Regions from separate parts of the Gossypium hirsutum genome. Here all the other regions are linked to region 2. A link is a contact called in public Hi-C data. All regions are on one chromosome and are shown on one strand. The core of a region is the stretch at or near the end of the contact, and the rest is flanking DNA. Distances in the headings are between cores, read along the strand shown.

Region 1 (3,252 bases), core at 425-2,924, 470 kb before region 2:
TGAAGATCAAGCATGGCAGAATGATTACAAGGACGAATGTAACTTAGGTTATCTAGATGCTGTAAAAGGAAACTCTACAAGCATAGGATACTAAGGTTCCTAGTAACCAGTTTATATATTCCAAACTAAATGGAATGAGTAAAACCTTTAAAGCTTCGCGACAGATATATGCTATCTGATTCTCCTCTAAAGGCTCCTCTGTATCATTCATCAAATCAGCTACACTTCCACCTCCACAGTATTCCATTACTATCTGCCCAAACATTGAAATAAGTTACCCTAAAAACAAAATATCAGGGAAATTTCCAAAAGATGAAAAACTAACAAACCAATGTAACCTAGAAACTGAAATTAACTCCAAATTGAAACTAAATTTTGATGGAGAAAAATGCTTATAACACCAACCCAAAGATATTCTTCCCCAGGGTAGCTCCCGAAGTACCGGACAACATTTGAATGACTACATTGCTGCAACATCTCAATTTCACCACGAATTTCTTCATACTCTTCTTCCTAAAAAAAATTACTTGATCGATCACGACTGCTGATTAATCAAGTCAATGCCATCAAGTATATCAAATACAAACAAGAAAATCATGCGCACCCCTTCACTTAATGATATAACTTTAACGGCAACAAGCTCGGAAGTTCTTATATTTCTAGCCTTATAAACTGCCCCATAAGATCCTTTCCCTGCCACCCAAAAATCCAATATCAGCTTTTCTTTTGGTCTTAATGGCCCTAAAATCAATTAAATCCCCTTCCTTAAAAGAAAAATATAGTTCATTTAGCATTAGCATGGAAAAACACGATTATATGAGAATAAGAATAACGATGATTATCACTGCGATTAAACTCACCGAGCTCATTGAGTAACTCATATTTTGTGGAAGGATCTTCTCTGATAACGCAGTCGGGAACTGAACTCGACAAAACCTTATTATTTTGCAAGAACCGACTCTCTTCCCCTTGCAAAGGCGTCGTCGAAGTAGATGTCTTTTGTTTCCCAAAACCTAGCTCTCCCATACTCGCCACCGCTCTGTTCACCACCGTCCCGCTCCCTTCTCTCTCGTTCCTCACCGTTGATCTCACCACGAACGTCCCAAAACCTTCACCTTCATCCTCCTCTTCCTCATCAACGTCCATTTCATCTCCCCTTGCTCTAATTGGGCTCACCCCCGCTAAGGCCGGTGGATTAAACGAAGACGGCGTTCCACAGCGAGCTTCACGAACATGATCCCTTTTCACGATCATGGTTCCCAAATCTCCTGCATCGCCACTGCCATCTTCGGCGTCGGAAGGAGTGCCCCCTCCGCCGCCAAAGAGTTTCGGCGCACATTTGAAGGGAGGAGGGATGGAAGATCCATCTTCACCTTCTTCGTCAACGTCTTTGTAAACCATTGTGGCGTAAAGGTCCGGGTCACGAGATGGTTGCGGTTTCGGTTTAGATTTGCCAGAATCGGAATCGGATTCAGAACCGGAATGAATGACAAAGGTAGAGTATAGCTCGGATTTCGCTTGAGATTTACGGGTCCTTCGAGACGTCAGCGGTTGCTCCATGTTTTTTTTCCTGTCTCCGGTCGGAGAGTGTGAGTGCATGAAAATGTCAGAGCGGTCAGAGCAGTGAACGCAGAATTCGCAGGTAGCCGTCGGCGCTAAAGAAAGAATAACTGTAATTTGTTAAATCGGAAATTTAATGGGCCCCGCCATGTGTCGTATACTGGATTGTAATTTTTTGGGCCATTCCAGGTTTCAGCATGATTTTTCAAATGGAGTCGGTCTTCAGCCCGCTACTCATAGAAATTCCTTCCTTCTAATTGGGCCTATTATAGATACATTGGCCCTAAGAATACCATAAGCCGTTTCTGGCAATAAAAAAGAAATAAGTTTGAATACTGGTCAATTTTTGCTACTAGTCCTTCTACAATGTCTAAGTTGCATGTTTAGACTCTATTCTTTAATTTTTTCCATTTTGCTTTTCAGATTTTGAAATTTTAGTCATTAACTAAACCTGATCATGAGTCGGGCTGGGCCAATGCAAAACTTTAGGCTTGTTTTCTACCCAGGCTTGGCCCAAAAAATGTGACTAAAATTTTGTCCAAGCCTAATAAAAGTGCTAAACCCGAGCCCGAATGGCCTGCTCATGTAAAAAAATTTTATATTATTTTTACTTAAAAACAAATTTAAGAAATATAATACATCAAGTACACTAAAAACATTAAAATAAATGTTCTCCAACCAATTGAAAAAACATTTAAAAAAACTTTTTATACTTAAATAACACTAAAATAGTTGCAACTTAACAAACAAATGCCTCTAAAATAGTAGCAAAATTAATAATAAAACAATATCTATACAATATCCAAACAGTAGCAACAAAATAGTAGTAATATAATAGCAAAATAGTAGCAAAACAACATCAAGATTCAAAATGACAGTAAACAACAACAAAACAATAGCAAACAACAGTAAAAATATTTAGGCAAATTTGAGTCAGGTCGGGCCCAGGCAAAAAAAATCTTACTCGAGACCCGACTTGTTTAGAAAACGAGTCTTATTTTTTGTTCAAGCCTATTTTCGAGCTTAAATTTTTGCCTAAACCCTCCCACTTTTCGGGCGGGCCTTTGGGTTTGGGAAGATGGTTCGACCCATAATCAGGTTTAATCCTGACCCAAATGGTAGACTAACAATTTATTAAATTATATTTTTTGGCAAACATTATCACACATGTAGTAATATGTCAACTTGCTATTTTCACATAATACTTATAAAAAAGTCATGTTATTTTAGTTAATGGATTTAACGGCGCCAGGACTAAAATTTGAAAATTCAAAAAGTATAGGGACTAAAAATGATCAAATTGAATATAGACTAAATACACAATTTACACATAGTGCTAGACTAATAGCAAAATTTGACCTAACAAGTTTAATTGCTATTGCTTAAATTAAGAGGACTAAAATTTTAAAATTTGAAAAGTATAAGACTAAAATTGACTAAATTCATAATTTGACTACTAATAAAATAAAAAGATTTGTTTTTTGAGTTTGGAGAATAAATATCCATATTGAATTTTTTAAGTAAGAGGTGAAGGGGTACGAAATCCCCAAATACCTCAATATCAATGGTTGTAGAAGACGAGCTTTAAATATATATATATATATATATATATATTGGAGATCTTAATGACAAAAGATAAATATTTTGGAAAATAAAAATCCTGATGAAAGCAAAATTTTCTATTTGCTTTTC
Region 2 (3,431 bases), core at 593-3,092:
GAGCAAATTGGTCCTTTATGTTAAAATTCATCAATTTTTACTCTTCAAAACTAGTGTGGCTAACCAAATAACTAGACAGTTGGCATGCCCACGTATACCTTATGCTGACATATAAGGATCAGTTTTTAACAGTAAAAACTGATGAAATTGTTAATAGAACTAGTTTGCTCACTGATCTAATCTATATGACTAATTTGCCCATTTTTTAAAGTAGAAGGGCAATATACAATTTCCCTCCTAGTATAAGGGCCTCCATGGTACTTCTACCCATATTTTATCATTGATCATACTATAATAAAACCCAACCCCATGGAACATAAGAACAATGATGAGAGGAGATTTTTATTCTCTAAATTTAAACAAAATCTAAGCTCAAAAACATTTTATTTTGGAGCTTGCTAGTAAAATTCAGCAATGATGTTAACTGTCCCTGTGAACAAGCCGGTAAGTAACGAATCAAACCTCAAGACAAGATGTTATATCTTCTCAACCATCAAAACAGGAGCACCATGATATTCTTTAACTCCAGAGAATGGAAGTAAGATTTTATAATCTTTTCATCGGAAACAGGGTGTACTTCACATCATTTTCCTCGAGATAAATCTCCACAGCGCAAAAAGGCTGTTTAAAATCTTCTAGGTCTAGGCATATTCGATACAAACAATAATGATCCGATTTCTAAATTATGAAACTTTATTTGGCATAGTATATATCTCTACTTTCATACAGAAAAGAGATTATCCCTTCCAAACCAGTAAACTCTTATCAACTTCATAAGACATCTTTGAGTTCAATTAGAAGAGTATATCAACAAAAGGGCTCCGCCGCAAAGGACAAGCTTATAAAATATTGTCTTACAAACATCACCTCGTGGAACAAACCAGCAGGCAAACTGGAATTACTAAACCAAAAAAGGCAAGTTTTGAGACAACATTTTGTTATAGAATTTTCGAGAAATCGAATTTCATATTTACCAGGTCAGCACATTTTGCAGACTCTCGAACACCTAATATCACCATATTCAACTGCTAAACGCTCTGATTTACTCAGTTGCAGAATAAAGAGTTTTGACTCCAATTATAACCTAAAATGCTTCCCCTAACACTGATCCCTCTATGGAAAGAACATATATAATCTATGAAAATAAGTTAATGAAAAAACAAATATTGGTCATTAATCAAGCATGCTTATTCAGCTACAACATGAAAGGCAACCCAAAACCCAGCTTACAATTGCCATCAAGTAAACAATTTAAACCCCATCTTTCCAAGTTTATATAGTTAATTACTAACCCATTTTTTTTCACATGCCTAGGACACTTATAACAGCATAATCAAACATAAAAGACCCGTTACTTCATCAAATTTCCTTTCCCAGGAACCAAAACACAATAATGTTTAAACAAAAAAAAAAGAAAAAGGAATACCTTGTTAAGAGAGGGAGCAGGAGGGAGCGTGAATGAGTTAATGGATATGTTGATACTGGGAAACGAAGAGGTCCATGACAGTGAGGTGAGTTTGTTGGAGCGTTCAGAGTGAGTCGGGAATGAGTTGAGGGACCGCGTTGGTAAAGCTGAAGAAGATACGATTATCGACACCATTTTTTTCCTCCGCCAGTTGTGTCCGGGTTTTACTTCTAAGGCTAATTCAGGGCTTAAAAACGAAGGCTTCTTCTACATTGGGCCACCCCGGATCAGACCGTGGACACAACAATTGAGTTTACTCCTGTAGAAACCCCGGCTTAAGGTTTCTTTGATATTTTTGTCCTGGGATTTTTTCTACACATTTCCCTTCTTCTTTTTCAAATTGAAAAACAGATTTACTTTTTTGTCCAGAGATATCCAAAGAAAGTAAACTTGGGGGCAATTTACAAGAAAAAGTTTTTTTTTTAATATTTACGGAAATGGGTCAACTTTTTAATTATTTACTGGAAATGGCCGAATTCCCCCAAAGCGCGCTCACGTTAGCGCGATGTCAGGTGACATGTCAGCAAAACGCGTCCCTTAGGGAGCGTCCTCAATGGTGCGTTTTGTGCTGACGTGGCAAAATGCTCTCTAAGGACGCATTTTGTCCTTTTTTTTAGGGTTAGGATTTTTTTTGCATTTAGGGTTAGGGTTAAGGTTTTAAGGTTTAGAATTTTTAAGAAAAAAAATAAATTAGGGTTTTGAGTTAATTAAATTAATTATTAATTTAAAAAATAAATTAGATTAAGGTTTAGGGTTAATTAATTAAATTATGGATTAATTTTTTAAATGATTTTGTGTTTAGGGTTATGGAAAAAATATATTAGGAATAAAATTTTTTTTACAGTAGTTTCTGAAAAAATAAATTAGAGAAGACGTATCTAAAAAATAAATTAGAGAAGACGTATCTGAAAAAATGATTTTGAGAAGATATTTCTGAACAAATAGTGTCAAAAATGCTTCAAGCTGGATGAACTATCAGCAAAAGTACTAAAAAAAGCTCCCACTTGGATGCTTTTTTTCTACAATAGTTTTTGAAAAAATAATCTTGAGAAGATGTTTCTGAATAAATAGTGTAAAAAACGCTTCAAGTAAGATGCACTGTCAGCAAAAGTATTGAAAAAAGCTCCCACGTGGATGCTCTTTTTCTACAGTAGTTTCTGAAAAAATAATTTTGAGAAGATATTTCTAAACAAATAGTGTCAAAAATGCTTTAAGCAGGATGAACTGTCAGCAAAAGTACTGAAAAAAGCTCCCATGTGGACACTATTTTTCTACAGTAGTTTCTAAAAAAATAATTTTGAGAATATGTTTCTGAACAAATAGTGTAAAAAATGCTTCAAGTAGGATGCACTGTCAGCAAAAGTACTGAAAAAGCTCTCACGTGGATGCTCTTTTTCTACAGTAGTTCCTATTTGGCCTTAGGCTATAAATGAGCCAAATTTTATTCTCAGGTTGCATAAGTTACAGCAAGAAAAATTAGAGACGCTAAGCAGAATAGAAATTGAAGATGAGTGAACGTATTAGTGCTGTTATTTACTATGATGGTAAGGTCCGTCACACCAAGAACGGCATTGTTTTTTAATCGAAAAATACAGTGCGACTGGTTTTTAATCAGAACATAGATTTGACAGAACTTCGTAAAAGAATTAGGCGTAAAATCTTTGGAATAACGCCAATGAAAGCTTTGTCTATTAGGTATCAATTTTGTGCTTCTGTTGATCCGTGACATATGACTTGTTCGACATTAAAGGTGCTTGTAGCTTGGAGGCAATGGTGCGGACTCATCTCGCTAGTGGATCACCCTTGTAATAGCCCTAATTTGACCCTAGTCGGAAAGTGGTTTCGGGACCACAAAACCAAGTCATAAAAAAATAATTAACTGTTATATTCTATGCTTATAGTATGTGTACATGCAAGTGTGAAAGTTTCATGCTTTAATTTTGTCATTTGTATGTGAAATTTATTA
Region 3 (3,506 bases), core at 504-3,003, 510 kb after region 2:
TGACGTACGCTCAACATCTCATCAATCATTTGCCATCATCTGCTATAAATGGCAAGACTCCTTTGGAGAAATGGTATGGAAAACCTGCTACTGATTATGACACCTTGCGCATTTTTGGTTCTATTGCATATTATCATGTGAAAGAATCAAAGTTAGATCCAAGAGCAAAGAAGGCTCTATTCATGGGCTTCAATGCTGGTGTTAAGGGATATCGTTTGTGGTGTCTAGAGGCAAAGAAGACGATAATCAGTAGGGATGTTACCTTTCATGAATCTGCCATGTTGAATAAGGTAAATCCAGAAGGAGTGAGTAGTACTTCGCAGCAGGTGGAGTGTACTCCGCAGCAGGTGGAGTTTGAGCAGAGTGTGGTAATTCCAGCAAAAGGTACCACTAGTGATTCTTCATTGGCAGATGCAGAGTCAGATGAGGAAGAGGTTTCTACCCAAGAACCTCAACAGCAATCAGAGCCAATTGCAGTCAGAAGGCAGAGACGAGAAATTCAGAAACCTGCTCGTTTCACTGACATGGTAGCTTATGCACTTCCAGTTGTTGATAATATTCCATCCACTTACACCGAAGCCATTCAGAGTTTAGAGAATTATAGATGGTTAGGTGCAATGGAAGAGGAAATGCAATCTCTAGAGAAAAACAAGATGTGGAAGCTGGCACAACTACCAAAAGGGAAGAAGGCGATTGGTTGCAAAATTGAAGACACTATTGAAGTTTGTGTTATGAGAAGATGTTCGAAGATGTGGAATATCGCCAAGGTGGAGATTTGTTGAATATTGGCAATATCCCACATTAGGAAAAGATAGAAATGGAGGGGGTTTGGTTTGTTATATATAGAACCCCTCCCCCTTTGGTTGTATTATCCCAAAATCTTCTCCTTTGTAATATTTCTAGAGGAAATATTAATTTGGTAGTGTCCGAGGACGTAAGCTAAATTGGCCGAACCTCGTTAAAACTCTGGTATTTTATTTCTTATTTGTTTGCTTTTATTTAATAGCTTTATATTGGTTATATTTATTTAGTTATTATTGCTATAAATATCTAAGTGAGTTCTGTCTAGTTGTTGGGTTTTAAGCGGGACCATTGTGACCCCTCCAATTTAACTGGGAATTTTCTTAGTATAATTGTTGGCATAATAATTATCTAAATATTTCTGATAATATTGTTATTAATATTATCGTCGCTTCCGCAACATGTACAACATCATATGCACCAAATACAAAATCAAATAGTATGACTCTACCCAAACCGTATTTAGAGATCAAAAATTAAATTATTTAATAATTTCCTTTTCAGCCAATTGCCAGATTTAAGAATTATCATAAAAAAAATGAGTTAAAAATTTTACCAACAAAATAAAATGATTTAGGCTAACCTTGCAAGGACGGCCTTTAATAACAATGTAACCGTTCTTACGGATGGTACCAGCTTGCTGGGGATAAGTTTTAGAAGCTCCAGCATCAGCTTTAGACTCGAAGTGGTCCTCCTCGTCCGACATCACCGCTTTAAAAAAAAACAATAGAGAAACACTGGAAAAGCAGCGATTGAGACAAAAGGGAAATGGATTTTATAACTGTGAAAATGTATGAAAATGCAGGGTTAACTTCGTTTTATTTATTTATTTTATTTTAGGAAATGTGGGAAATTTGGGTAAAGTCAAGTATGTTGAAGTGGGGAGAGAGTGTAGTCCATTGTGGGATTGGAAAATATCTTTTAGGTCTGCGTGTAAAGGACGTTTTGCCTCAAATGCATTTACGGGTTTTTTACTCTGATATTATAAAAAAAAAATTATACACCAAAATAAGTTGTCAGTCAGATTAATTACAAAAATAGTATACTTTTTGGGGTCGTACCTACTTAATAGGCATAACCTATTATTTTATTATTAAATTTCTTTTTTTGTTTTAAAAAATTATTATTATATTATTTTTAATATTTATATTAATATATAGATAAAAATACGGGTTTTACACGGATAAAAAATACCCGAAACGAGTCGAGCCTGTCAGGTAGGCACGACTAGTCGTGCCTGACAGGTAGGCACAACACCCTGCACATTTCCCTTTCTTTGCATTTTACAAAAAATTGATCTTATATCACTTTTGGTCCCTCTACTAAGCCTAAAATTAAAATTCAATCTTTATACTTGAATTTCTACAATAATATTTGGTTCTATTTTTTATAATTTTTTTTCCAAATAATTAATATTGTTAATTACTTTGATAAAATTTTTGACGTGTTTTTTTAAACAAAAAATTAGTTTAACAAAACAATGATATGTTAAGTTAGAATAAATTTTAAATAATAAAATTTCTAACAAAATTGTATTAAAATTTTTGTTAATTACTCTATAAAATTTTTGATTAGTTTAACAAAACAATGATATGTTAAGTTGGAATAAGTTTTAAATAATAAAATTTCTAACAAAATTTTATTAAAATTTTTGTTAATTACTCTGATAAAATTTTTGTCGTGTTTTTTTAAACAAAATATTAGTTTAACAAAACAATGATATGTTAAGTTGGAATACATTTTTGTTAGAAATTTTATTATTTAAAACTTATTACAGCTTAACATATCATTGTTTTGTTAAACTAATATTTTGTTTAAAAAACACGTTAAAAACTTTAACAGAGTAATTAACAATATTAATTATTTGGAAAAAAATTATAAAAAATAGGACCAAATATTATTGTAGAAATTCAAGTATAAAGATTGAATTTTAATTTTAGGCCTAGTAGAGAGACCAAAAGTGATATAAGACCAATTTTTTGTAAAATGCAAAGAAAGAAAAGGGAAATGTGCAGGGTGTTGTGCCTGCCTATTAGGCACGACTAGTCGTGCCTACCTGACAGGCTCGACCCGTTTCGGGTATTTTTTATCTGTATAAAACCCGTATTTTTATCTATATATTAATATAAATATTAAAAATAATATAATAATAATTTTTTAAAACAAAAAAATTTTAATAATAAAATAATAGGTTGTGCCTGTCAGGTAGGCACGACCCCAAAAAGTATACCATTTTCGTAATTAATCTGGCTGACAACCCATTTTGGTGTATAATTTTTTTATAATATTGGGGTAAAAAACCCTGCATTTGCTTATATTTTATTGAGGAGAGGTTATATTAAATTGTGATTTTATGTTATTTTTATTTGTTTAATAGGAGAATAATAAATTATATTTTTCTTCTTAATTTTTCTCCTATTGAAAAAATAATAAAAGTTATGTGAAATTATTTCATGCAATCATTTTTTTTAATTTTTAGTTACTTCTTTACTTTTTCATTACATTACAAAAAAAATGTTATACGATATTATAACTTCTCTTTAGTTCTCTTTTAAAAAACCTTTTATTTTTATTTAAGTTTATGTCAAAAAAAAATTTTAAAAATAGAAAAGTATAAGTTAAATTTCTATATTAAATTCACACTTAATTAAGTTCCTTTCGTTAACAAAAAAATCAATTAAATCTTTCTATTAATAATTCCCATC

What was found. A called contact is a pair of places that touch in the nucleus more often than the background predicts.
Region 1: a Hi-C map of leaf shows a contact between it and region 2, with 1.7 times the contacts expected there. The contact joins the promoter of LOC107887414 here to the promoter of LOC107887353 in region 2. A contact is called at or near these places in 4 of 34 Hi-C or Micro-C datasets (callus and leaf).
Region 3: a Hi-C map of leaf shows a contact between it and region 2, with 2.2 times the contacts expected there. The contact joins the promoter of LOC107887366 here to the promoter of LOC107887353 in region 2. A contact is called at or near these places in 2 of 34 Hi-C or Micro-C datasets (both in leaf).

What each region holds. Positions count from the first base shown.
Region 1 is chrA03:68,373,889-68,377,140 of Gossypium_hirsutum_v2.1, reverse strand. It overlaps LOC107887414 (germinal center kinase 1), which reads right to left and starts at 1,674. Exons shown (of 18, transcript XM_016811651.2): 1 at 861-1,674; 2 at 605-693; 3 at 406-513; 4 at 146-253. The coding sequence starts at 1,599.
Region 2 is chrA03:67,900,239-67,903,669 of Gossypium_hirsutum_v2.1, reverse strand. LOC107887353 (50S ribosomal protein L18) reads right to left here and starts at 1,842. Exons shown (of 2, transcript XM_016811558.2): 1 at 1,427-1,842. The coding sequence starts at 1,600.
Region 3 is chrA03:67,388,241-67,391,746 of Gossypium_hirsutum_v2.1, reverse strand. It overlaps LOC107887366 (eukaryotic translation initiation factor 5A-2), which reads right to left and starts at 1,753. Exons shown (of 5, transcript XM_016811573.2): 1 at 1,385-1,753. The coding sequence starts at 1,507.